Linked DNA regions of Mus musculus: region 2 is linked to region 1. Evidence: chromatin contacts called from public Hi-C data. All regions are on one chromosome and are shown on one strand. Each heading gives the region's core, a stretch centred on a gene start, on an enhancer-like site or on the middle of the called end of the contact. The rest is flanking DNA. Distances are from core to core; before and after follow the strand shown. Region 1 overlaps Gm38475 (a long non-coding RNA gene). Region 2 overlaps Gm38475 (a long non-coding RNA gene).

Region 1 (4,942 bases), core at 473-2,972:
GCTGGAAGAGAAAAGTTGGGAGGGCATGGGAGGGGGATTCGATCAAAACAATTATATACAGGTATAAAAATATCCAGCTATTAAAAAAAAAAAAACTTCAAGAAAATCCTAAGTGTTCAACTTATAACAGGCTCAGCTCAGCTCTGCTCCACTCCTCCTGTGCCCTCCCCTTCCCATCCCTCCCCCCTCCCCTCTGCTTTCCTCCCCTCCTCTCCTACTCTATCCCCTCCTCTCCTCTTTTTCAGTAAGGGTCTGTTTAACCCAGGCTGGCCAGAAAACTTACTATATTACTATAGAATGACTTGATTCCTGAGCCCTTTGCCTTCGTCTCCTGAATTCTGGGATTACAGATTTGTGCCATTAGCCCCGGTTTATTTGGTGCTGGGCACTGAACCAGGGCTATGTCTTGCTAGACAAGCACTTCACCAACCAAGCTAAATCTCCAGAGCTCAGTCATTTAAAAAAATGGGGGGGAGGGGGGGCTTCCAGATGGCTCGTTACCAAGTGACAGACGTGGCCCAGAGCTGGACGTACTGCAGACCTGCAATGATGCCAATCAGATCTTGAGTGGATTTTATACCTCTCTTACATTCTCTGAAATTTCTCAGGAACACTTACTGCTCTAAAAATGATAGACAGGAAAACATACTTTGAGTGTTGTAGCAGAGAGTTTTTAGCTTACAACAGCTTTGGCTCCCAGCAGGGTTGTGTGCTTCCACCCACCCGCCCAGGAAGTCTTTGGATCTACGAGTGAAAGACACACACATTAGCTTATTTTTGAAATGCCCTGGCTAGCTGCCCGACTATCATAGATTTCCCTCCGGTACGCCTGACACAACACTCTCTAGCCCCATGATCTGCCCTTGCTGCCCTGTTCCTTCTGGGCAACCCTTTCGGGGGCCGCATTCCTTCTCACCCACATCTCAAATGATTTTCCTTCTGCAGCTCTAAATCTGACCCGCCTCCCTCAGTCTGACCCGCCTCCCTCCGAATCATGGTCATCCTCCTCTCCTCCCTGTCCCAGCCCACGCAAACCTAAGGCTCCCACCCCATCTCCTGTTGTCCAACCATTGGCCGCTGGCCTCTTTATTGATCAATCAAAAACCAATTGGGGACAAGGACCTTGAGCTTTGGATACACAGATTCCCTATTAAATCAGAGCATTAGAACCAGTCCCCAGCAGAGTGTCGTTTCCTCGCGGATAAGATGGCGCTGTGATGGGATCTGCATGACTCGGGGTGCTCATGGGTCAGGCTCAGTCCTCTGCATGGAGGCCTTACTGCTAAGGCCTGGAGAGAAGACTCCTGAGCACCACAGCTTGCTCCTGAAGGGATCATAGGATCCAGGTCCCTCTTCTTTTTACACCAACTCTAACGTGTGTCCCTCACCCCAGCTACACTGTTGTAGTCATGAGCCCAAAGCTATGGGTCCCCACCAGACCGTGGACCAAACCCTCAAAACTTGGGGTGAAATAAGTGTTTCCTCTTTATATTCTCATTGCCTCGTGTTTAAAACAGCAATAGCATGTTGACTAAGAGGAGAAGTTTTCCTCTCTGGCTTAGTCTCCCAGACCAAGTTCCTTTGTGAAGCTCTGACCTCAGTGTAATGCTGGAAGGACATACAGATGGACCTGGTACGAATCCACTTAGGCATGTCAGATGGCAGAGCCTTCCAACAGCTGAGAGAAGGCTGGAGGGCTGCGATTTGTCTGCAGCAAAGGAATGTAGGGAAGAGAGGCCCTGCTACCGGATTGGGGAAACCGGGCAAGGGCCTCACGGGCCTGCCCTTCCCTGCCAAGACAATCCTGGCCATGGATGACTGAGCTGCACACGCTCGCTCGGGACCACCCACCGTGGCAGTTCTGCTCCGTCCAGACTGTGCTCACTCGTTATGGACTTGTAAAGAGCTTGGCACGCCGTGTCCATTTCACTGGACGGAAAGTTGCTGTTGATATTGTGTTTTTGTATAGCCTGAAGCGGCTGCAAAGGCTACAGTGGAGCATGTGTGCTGCTGCTGCCTCTGCCACCGCTGCTGCCGTCTCCTCTGCCTCCTCCTCTTCTGCTGCTGTTGCCTCTGTGTGTGTGTGTGTGTGTGTGTGTGTGTGTATGCGCGCGTGCACGCGCGTTGCAATTGTGATTGTAATTCAACAACTTGCTTTATTTGAAGTTTTTATTTCGCATATGATTCTAAGGTGCTTTATAATGCTGTAAGATGCCGGTTTTAAAAATTGCTTCAGTTAAATAAAGCACAGAACATTCAAATGCAGAGAAGTACAGATTCATAGTTTTAATTTCTAAGGGCTACAAGTTCCTTAGCTCTCCTGTAAAGTTGTGAATTTTACTAGGTTTTTTTTTTGGTTGTTGTTTGTTTCATTTACTTTTAAATATTTGTTGGTCTTATTTATTTATTTATTTTGAGACAGGGTTTCTCTGTATAACCATGGCTGTCCTGGAACTCACTCTGTAGACCAGGCTGGCCTCAAACTCAGAAATCCACCTGCTTCTGGCTCCCAAGTGCTGGGATTAAAGGCATGTGCCATCATTGCCCAGCTTTTAGGGTTTTTTGTTTATTTATTTTGTTTTGTTTTGTTTTGTTTTTATTTGTTGGTCTTAAGCTACTATGTTTAATCCTTATTGTTTTCCTAGCTGGAAATTTGTTGTCTTAAGGACCCCAAGACCTCATCAGTATGAACAGATGACAAAAATGAGGCTGCTACCTGTTCTGGTGTGACGGAAAACAGCAGTAAAACAAAATACACTGGACAAATCAGTTCAGACCCCTCCCCTCGACTGTGCTGATCCCTCCCCTTGACCTGTTCATTCCTCCCCTTGACCCAATGACCCCTCCCCTTGACCTACTGGTCCTTCCCCTTGACCTGTTCACTCTTCCCCTTGACCCCATGGCCCCTCCCTTTGACTGTACTGACCCCTCCCTTTGACTGTACTGACCCCTCCCCTTGACCTGCTGACTCCTCCTCCCCTCGATCGTGCTGACCTCCGCCCTGACCAGATTGCTCTCTGCTCAGGTCCTTCATGCCCTTCATTCTTCTCTTTGCACCCAAGTATTTGGCCTCTTCCAGTTCAGTGTCCTGGCCATCAGCCTGCCATTGTCTAGCCAGAGTCATGGAGGAAGGCACACCTGGTTAGCCTGTTTCTCCAGACAACACAGCATTTACCAGACACTTTGATGTCCTGATCTTCTCGCCTCTACCATCCAGGAGCTGGGACTGCAGGTCTGAATCACCTGCTTAGAAACTTCTCTCCCTTAGCATATGGATGCACTAAGTCCTTTGAAGAACAGAAAGGGTCCTGGGGTTCTCACTGCAGTGCAGGGAAGTGTACCCACACCTTTCATGGTTACCCTGGTCTAACACTGTCCTGCCTCCTTCTTTTGGCTTCTTTTGTTTCTTTTTTTTTTAAATTTCCAGCCCAGCATAGAAGAAGGCTCTTTGTGTCCTATGTTTAGTTTACTTGGATTCCCCAGCTCAGGCCAGGGCTAGGTTATTTCTCTGAGATGCTGTTTATTCTGCAGATAAGTATGGCCCTGAGTTCCTGTCCTGAAGCATTGTCTGTCTCCAGCACTTTACTCTGGATGTGATTTTGTTCAGGTCTTCGTGACACGATGCCTCCTGTCTTGATTGTTTCCTTCTGTTCTTACCTGTGGTTCTATTTGGTTAGATGTCAGCGATAAAGTGTTGGCCTCGCGTGAGAAAACCTGCACTTACAGCAGGATGCTGAAGGGGAAAAGGTCGGCTACTGGACTATAAACCTTCCTATGCTATAATACCAACAACTTCTCCCCATCCAAAGAAGGACTGAAATGCCACCTCCCCCAGGAGCTCTCTGGTGATAGGAAGGGACACTTTCTCATGAGGATTCCAGCAGAAGTGGGAAGGACCCAGAGAGGCTGCCACACAGGCCAGCCTGGCTTTAATGTCAAACCCAGAGGCAGCAGAGTCTAGGCATGACGCAGGAAAGAGGTTAGAGTTTGGGGAGCATGCATTCGATTTGGTAAAGCCCTAATCATGTCTAGCCTCCTCTCTCTCAGTTTTAGGATTTCAAAAGTGGTTAATTAAAACAAAAACAACAACAACAACAAAACAAAGCAAAACAAAACACAACGGTGTTCCCCGGGATCTTCTTGCATTTGGGGGAGGACGGCTATAATGGGCAGAGAAAGGGCCTGGAGATCAAGGGCTACTCACTGAACCTATGTGCCAGGCGGTCAGGATGAGCTTCCTGGGCATCAAGAGCTGCCTCCCATGGGGTGCCTAGACTTCCAGGGCTCTACCAGGCCATTTTGAAACATGCCCTGTCTTGGCCTGCATGGTTGCCAGACACTGGGCATCTCTTAGTGTGTCTGAAGGTAACGAGACGGAGTTGCTGGAAAGAACGAGCAGGGGAGGTCTGTTTTGGATGCCCTAGGCACACGGAAGCCTTAAGGGGTGACTTCCCTGGAAGCTCTGTGTGTAAGGTATGGGTACTGCCACGGCCAACTTCGCCCTCCTGCTCCTGGCAGGCAGGGGTTGGGATCTGTTTAAACTGCAATGAGTAGGACTGGGACAGGGACCGGGATGGGGAAAGCATGAGGTTTCCGCAGTAGCATCCAGCAAATGGTTAGTTAAGAAAAACCGGTTCCTTCCGCACCAGAAAGCTCTGGGTGGGTTCTGAAGAAAAGGAACATGAAGTACAATGTTTCAGTTAGCTCCCCGAGGCACTTCCTGAGCAGGTTATCAGTCGGGAGGCTTGCTAGCCAGCTCTTAGCCAGTCCCAGTGTGGGCTACAATGGGAACACAGGCTGGACCTGCTCAGCTTGCTCTGCAGGGACCACTGCCCAACCAATTGAACTGGGGCCCCACTGTTGTCCTCTCTGCTTTGGTTCCATGCCCTCAGGCTCTCAGAGAGTCACCATGAAAGGTGACCTCAGTCTCAGGTGCCATAGC
Region 2 (4,325 bases), core at 895-3,394, 110 kb before region 1:
TGATTAATTTTATCTCAGGAAGTCAGGGGCCTGCAAAATAGCCTGCCCAAGGTTGTTCTGAAGATTAAGTGTTAGGGCAGGATTTAAATCGGAGTCTGTCTGCGTCCATGGTTGGCTGCTCTCCATGTGAGGTGTGTCAGAGTATTCTACTACATACTGGACCTTGCAAGTCCACTGGGCTCGTGGCTGCCCTGGGAGGCCTGAACCTGTGCCTCCATACCAGCCTGCAGGTCAGAGCCACTTCACTCTGTGCCATTACCCTCCCTGGGTCCTGCATCTTACAAACCACAGATGCCTCTGTGTGTGTGTGTGTGTGTGTGTGTATGTGTGTGTGTATGGTCATTGTTAGGTCACTTCCTCTATAGCTCCCCACCCTATTCTTTGAAACAGGGTTTCTCACCACCCTAGAACTTATTGATCAGCCCAACTGGCTTGTGGGAAAGCTCCAGGAATCCTCTTATTTCTGTCTCTTTAGTGCTGGAATTATAGGTTCATGCTATTATGCCTAACTTGTTACATGGGTGAGTGCTAGAGATTTGAACTCAGGCCCTCAAGTCCTTTGCCCACCGGGTCATTATAACTGAAGGAATGATATGGCAAGAAGTATCCTAGTCCGTTTTGTTGACTCGACACAACCTAGAGCCACCTAAAAAAGGCTTGTTCCAACAACGCAATGATTTTTCCAGATCAGGCTGGCCTGTGGGGATGGTCCTGGTTGTTGATGGATATGGGAAGGCCCAGACCACTGTGGGCAGTGTCTTCCCCAAGTAGATGGTCCTGGGTTGTATAAGAAAGTAGGCTGAATGGGTGAGAATCACAGCTGTGTGGCCCTTGTGCTGCTAATATTTCTCTTGTCAGGTTTGGAATCCCTCATTCTGAATAGGCTCCAGCATATATAAACCAACAGATATGCAGCATGTGAGCAAATAAAACGTTAAAAATAAGGAACTGATAAGGAAACATAAAGAAAGAATATATTCAAAAGGTCTCATTGACAAGTGGGCAAGAATGTCTTCTTTGGAAAAAAAATAGGTCCACTGCTACTAAATGACCAACTCTAAAAGTTCAATGATCTATTTTATGTGAAGTGTGTTTTGTTTGCTATTGTTTTTGTTTGTTGCTATTCTTGTTATGTTTTGAGACAGTTTCTCCTTTCCTCTAGCCAAGGTTAACCATGAATTCCTGGTTTTCCTGCTTTATTTTTATTTAAACTCTGAGATTATACATTTGTGCAACCACAGCTATCCTATCATTAAATAATGATTTTCTGTAAAAAAAAAAAAAAAAAAAAAAAAAAAAAAAAAAAAAAAAAAAAGAAAGTAGGCTGAGCAGGAGCCAGATGGAGCAAGTCAATAAGAAGTGTTTATCCATGGCTTCTGCTCCAAGCTCCTGCCTTGGCTTCCCTCCATAATGGGCTGTAATTTGTGAGCTGAAATTTCTTCCCCATCTTGCTTTTGGATATGGTGTTTGTCACTGCAACAGAAAGCATCTAGGGAAAGACTCAGCCCACTGCCTTTAATGCAGGTCTTGCTGTGAGGAGCATCATGTGTCTGCTAGTTTAGAAACTCTTTTACAAACAGATCTGCGGAGTCATTTTTGAAAAGCGTACGGGAGGGGAAGGGGCTGGCCCTCAGCAGGCGGGAGCCTACAGTTCAGTAAATGTGGGCTGACTGACAGTGGAAATAAAACCTGGGATCACAGACACCGGCAGACGTAGTCTCCTTAGGGAGCGCACAGGCCTTTGGCACTTGCAGAGCAGTGTGTGTTACAGCGAGGACTGCTAAGACCAGGTCCTAGAATTGTTAAGAAGCCATTAGAGAGATTCTAGATAGAGTGTCTGTCTAGAGAGAGTCTAGCTAGGACAATTCCAGGAGACCAGTGGCCTGCAGTGTTGGTAAGGACTGCTTGTGGAGGAGGGTTTTCTAATCAGCTTGCCAGCAGCAAATACAGCCGTAAAATGGGAAGTAAGAAGTTACGCCTTGTAGAGTCCAGTGATGCTCCTCCCTGGGGGCCCATACCTCAGTCCTGAGCTTTCTCAGCAAACCTGGGGCTGACAGACCACTCACTCCTGGAGTGGCCCCAGCTGGCTGGCAGTGCATGAGGGACAGAGGGCAGACCGCGCCCACAGTTTGGGCTTAGTGAGCCTCTCCCAGAGATAGGGAACTCTGCCACACAGTTCCCTACCGAATTCCATCTTTCAATTCTATCAATCCTAATGACTGGGAGGAAAGCATTCCTGAAGAGATCGACCCATCTCTTTTCTTTCCAGGAAACACTAATCTAGGGGACACTACCGCAAAGGCATGAGGGTCATTTAGAGAATGTAAGGCTAACTTTTTCCTGGCAAAACAATTCTTCATACATAACTGTAGGGTTAAATGCCTGAGAAATTACATGATGTTAGGTATATGTTTTATGAATTTTAGCCAACCTCTTCTAAGAAATAGACCATTTTAAGGGTTAGTGCACAGCAGTCATTATCTGCATATCATGTTGAAACCCACAAAGCAAACATGTAATCTGGTTGGGTCACTCACACAAATACAACTACTGTTGCCAGTTAGGGGAAGTCTTACAACCAAAGCCAGAGAGAAGAACAGATTGAAACAATGTGTTTTCCTAGGGAAAAAAGGGGATTAGGTCCTTTGATCTACTGGAGCAGTCTCCCAGATCAACAGGGGTAGAATTGATTTGGTCTGTAAAGCTAGAAGATTAACTTCAGAGAAAGGCATGCTGGGACGTTTCCATATTCCGTTGGCTTTTTCATTTATGTTTTTCCTAATTTTCTGGGGAGGTGGGCACTACAGCTTCATTCCTCATCTAGAAAAACAAAACATCCCCTAACCTACACCGTGACCCTGACCAACAGCCTGCAGAGGTGAAAGAGCTCTCAGGATGGGGCCAGTTGTGCTTCAAAGCGGACCCAGTGTCCACCCTAGTCCAACAGACTGAGATGTCTTGTAATCAGTCATTTCCCTGGAACCTTAAACAACAAAAGGTAGCTCTCTCCTTCCTCCTGTCAGTCTGGTTTTCTCTCAGGATGGAAGGTCTCCAGGGCTCTTCCTCCTCCTTGCTGTGCCTATCTCAGAGGTGGCTCTTACAGGGGTCCTCGCAGGGTGTTGTATTAGAACTGAGTTATGGAGACTCCGTGTTAGGTCTGGGATGGAGTGTGTGCCAAATGGTGTCCTTCCCTCAGTCTATGTGATTTATTGCTTGCATTTTGCATATAAAATGCTTGTTTTTCTGAAACACAGATGGGTCTTCCTGCCTGCCTGCCAAGGAGCTGGTTCCCAGCTCAGCCTCACAATTTAGGCTGCCACCTTCCTCTTCATTGGTTTGTTTGTTTGAGACAGAGTCTCTTTCTGCCCAGGTAGGCCTCCAATTTGCTACGTAGCTGAGGCTGGCTTTGAACTCCTGACCGTCCTGCTTCTACCTTCCAAGCACTGGGATTGCAGGTGCCTTCGTTTGCTTCTGTTGCTGGGATAAACACCGCAGCCAAAGCAGCCTGGGGGAGGAAAGGGTTTACTTGACTTCCAGGTCCTGACCACAGTCTATCACTGAGGGAGGTCAGGCAGGAGCGCAAGCAGGAGCAGACTCAGGAACCGTCACGGGACAGTGCTGCCTACTGGTTCGTTCCCGGTGGCTTGCTCAACCTCCTTCCTTATACAACCCAGGACCATTTGCCATGGGATGGGACCACCCACATCAACCATTAATCAAGAAAATGTCCCATAGACATGCTCACAGGACAGTCTGATGGAGACAGTTCCTCAGTTGAGATTCCTTCTTCCTAGATATATTTAGGTTTGTGTCAAGTTGACAACAACTAACTGGTGCAGAATGTATGTATGTGGACGGCAACGCCTGACTCTGTCCACAGTTTTGACTTTGCACTTACAGAGCGAAATCCTCACTGCTAAGACCTAGCACCATGCTTTTATCAGTGCTGCCATTTCTAAGGAGTGTTTCTGAAATGATGAGCTAAAAGAAAAAAAAATCCTCTTGTGGTAATGTGATCAGAAAAATGACTCCAAATGGCTGTAATTTACTGAGGAGCTTCCTGTGGTCAGTGATTGAAGCAGAGATGGAGAACTGCATTCTGTTGGTGGTGGATCACTCTCATGGACAGCATGGCCCCTCTCCCTTCCCAGGCCCTCTTCTTTGGGAAAGCATGGTGATTAAGGTCCCAGACAAACTTGAGTTCTTGTGGCCTTGGCCACATAGCCTTATTTATCCTCAGAGCTAAGAAATCATGCCATGAATGAAGTTATTTAATGATAGTCATCTGTACTTTGTGAGGAAATAAAATTGAAAAGATTGTAATG

Evidence for each region. Hi-C and Micro-C count contacts between places; a contact is called where the count stands out from the background.
Region 2: a Hi-C map of the N1E-115 cell line shows a contact between it and region 1, with 3 times the contacts expected there. The contact joins two enhancer-like sites. A contact is called at or near these places in 3 of 484 Hi-C or Micro-C datasets (the N1E-115 cell line, embryonic fibroblasts and nephron progenitors), 1 of 115 datasets of contacts at active chromatin or transcription factors (neural progenitor cells) and 1 of 9 other capture datasets (embryonic stem cells).

Annotation. Positions count from the first base shown.
Region 1 is chr6:145,478,976-145,483,917 of GRCm38.p6, reverse strand. The region is part of intron 2 of Gm38475 (a long non-coding RNA gene); the gene reads left to right. Among named protein-coding and RNA genes, the nearest start is that of Gm15499, 39 kb to the right of the region's middle. Within about 2 kb of position 1,722, at least 41 of the 459 cell types and tissues checked have an H3K27ac peak or open chromatin away from gene starts, as enhancers often do. A contact at or near this core is called in the N1E-115 cell line, where this site is marked.
Region 2 is chr6:145,589,995-145,594,319 of GRCm38.p6, reverse strand. All of the region lies in intron 1 of Gm38475 (a long non-coding RNA gene), which reads left to right. Among named protein-coding and RNA genes, the nearest start is that of Gm38475, 22 kb to the left of the region's middle. Within about 2 kb of position 2,144, at least 29 of the 459 cell types and tissues checked have an H3K27ac peak or open chromatin away from gene starts, as enhancers often do. A contact at or near this core is called in the N1E-115 cell line, where this site is marked.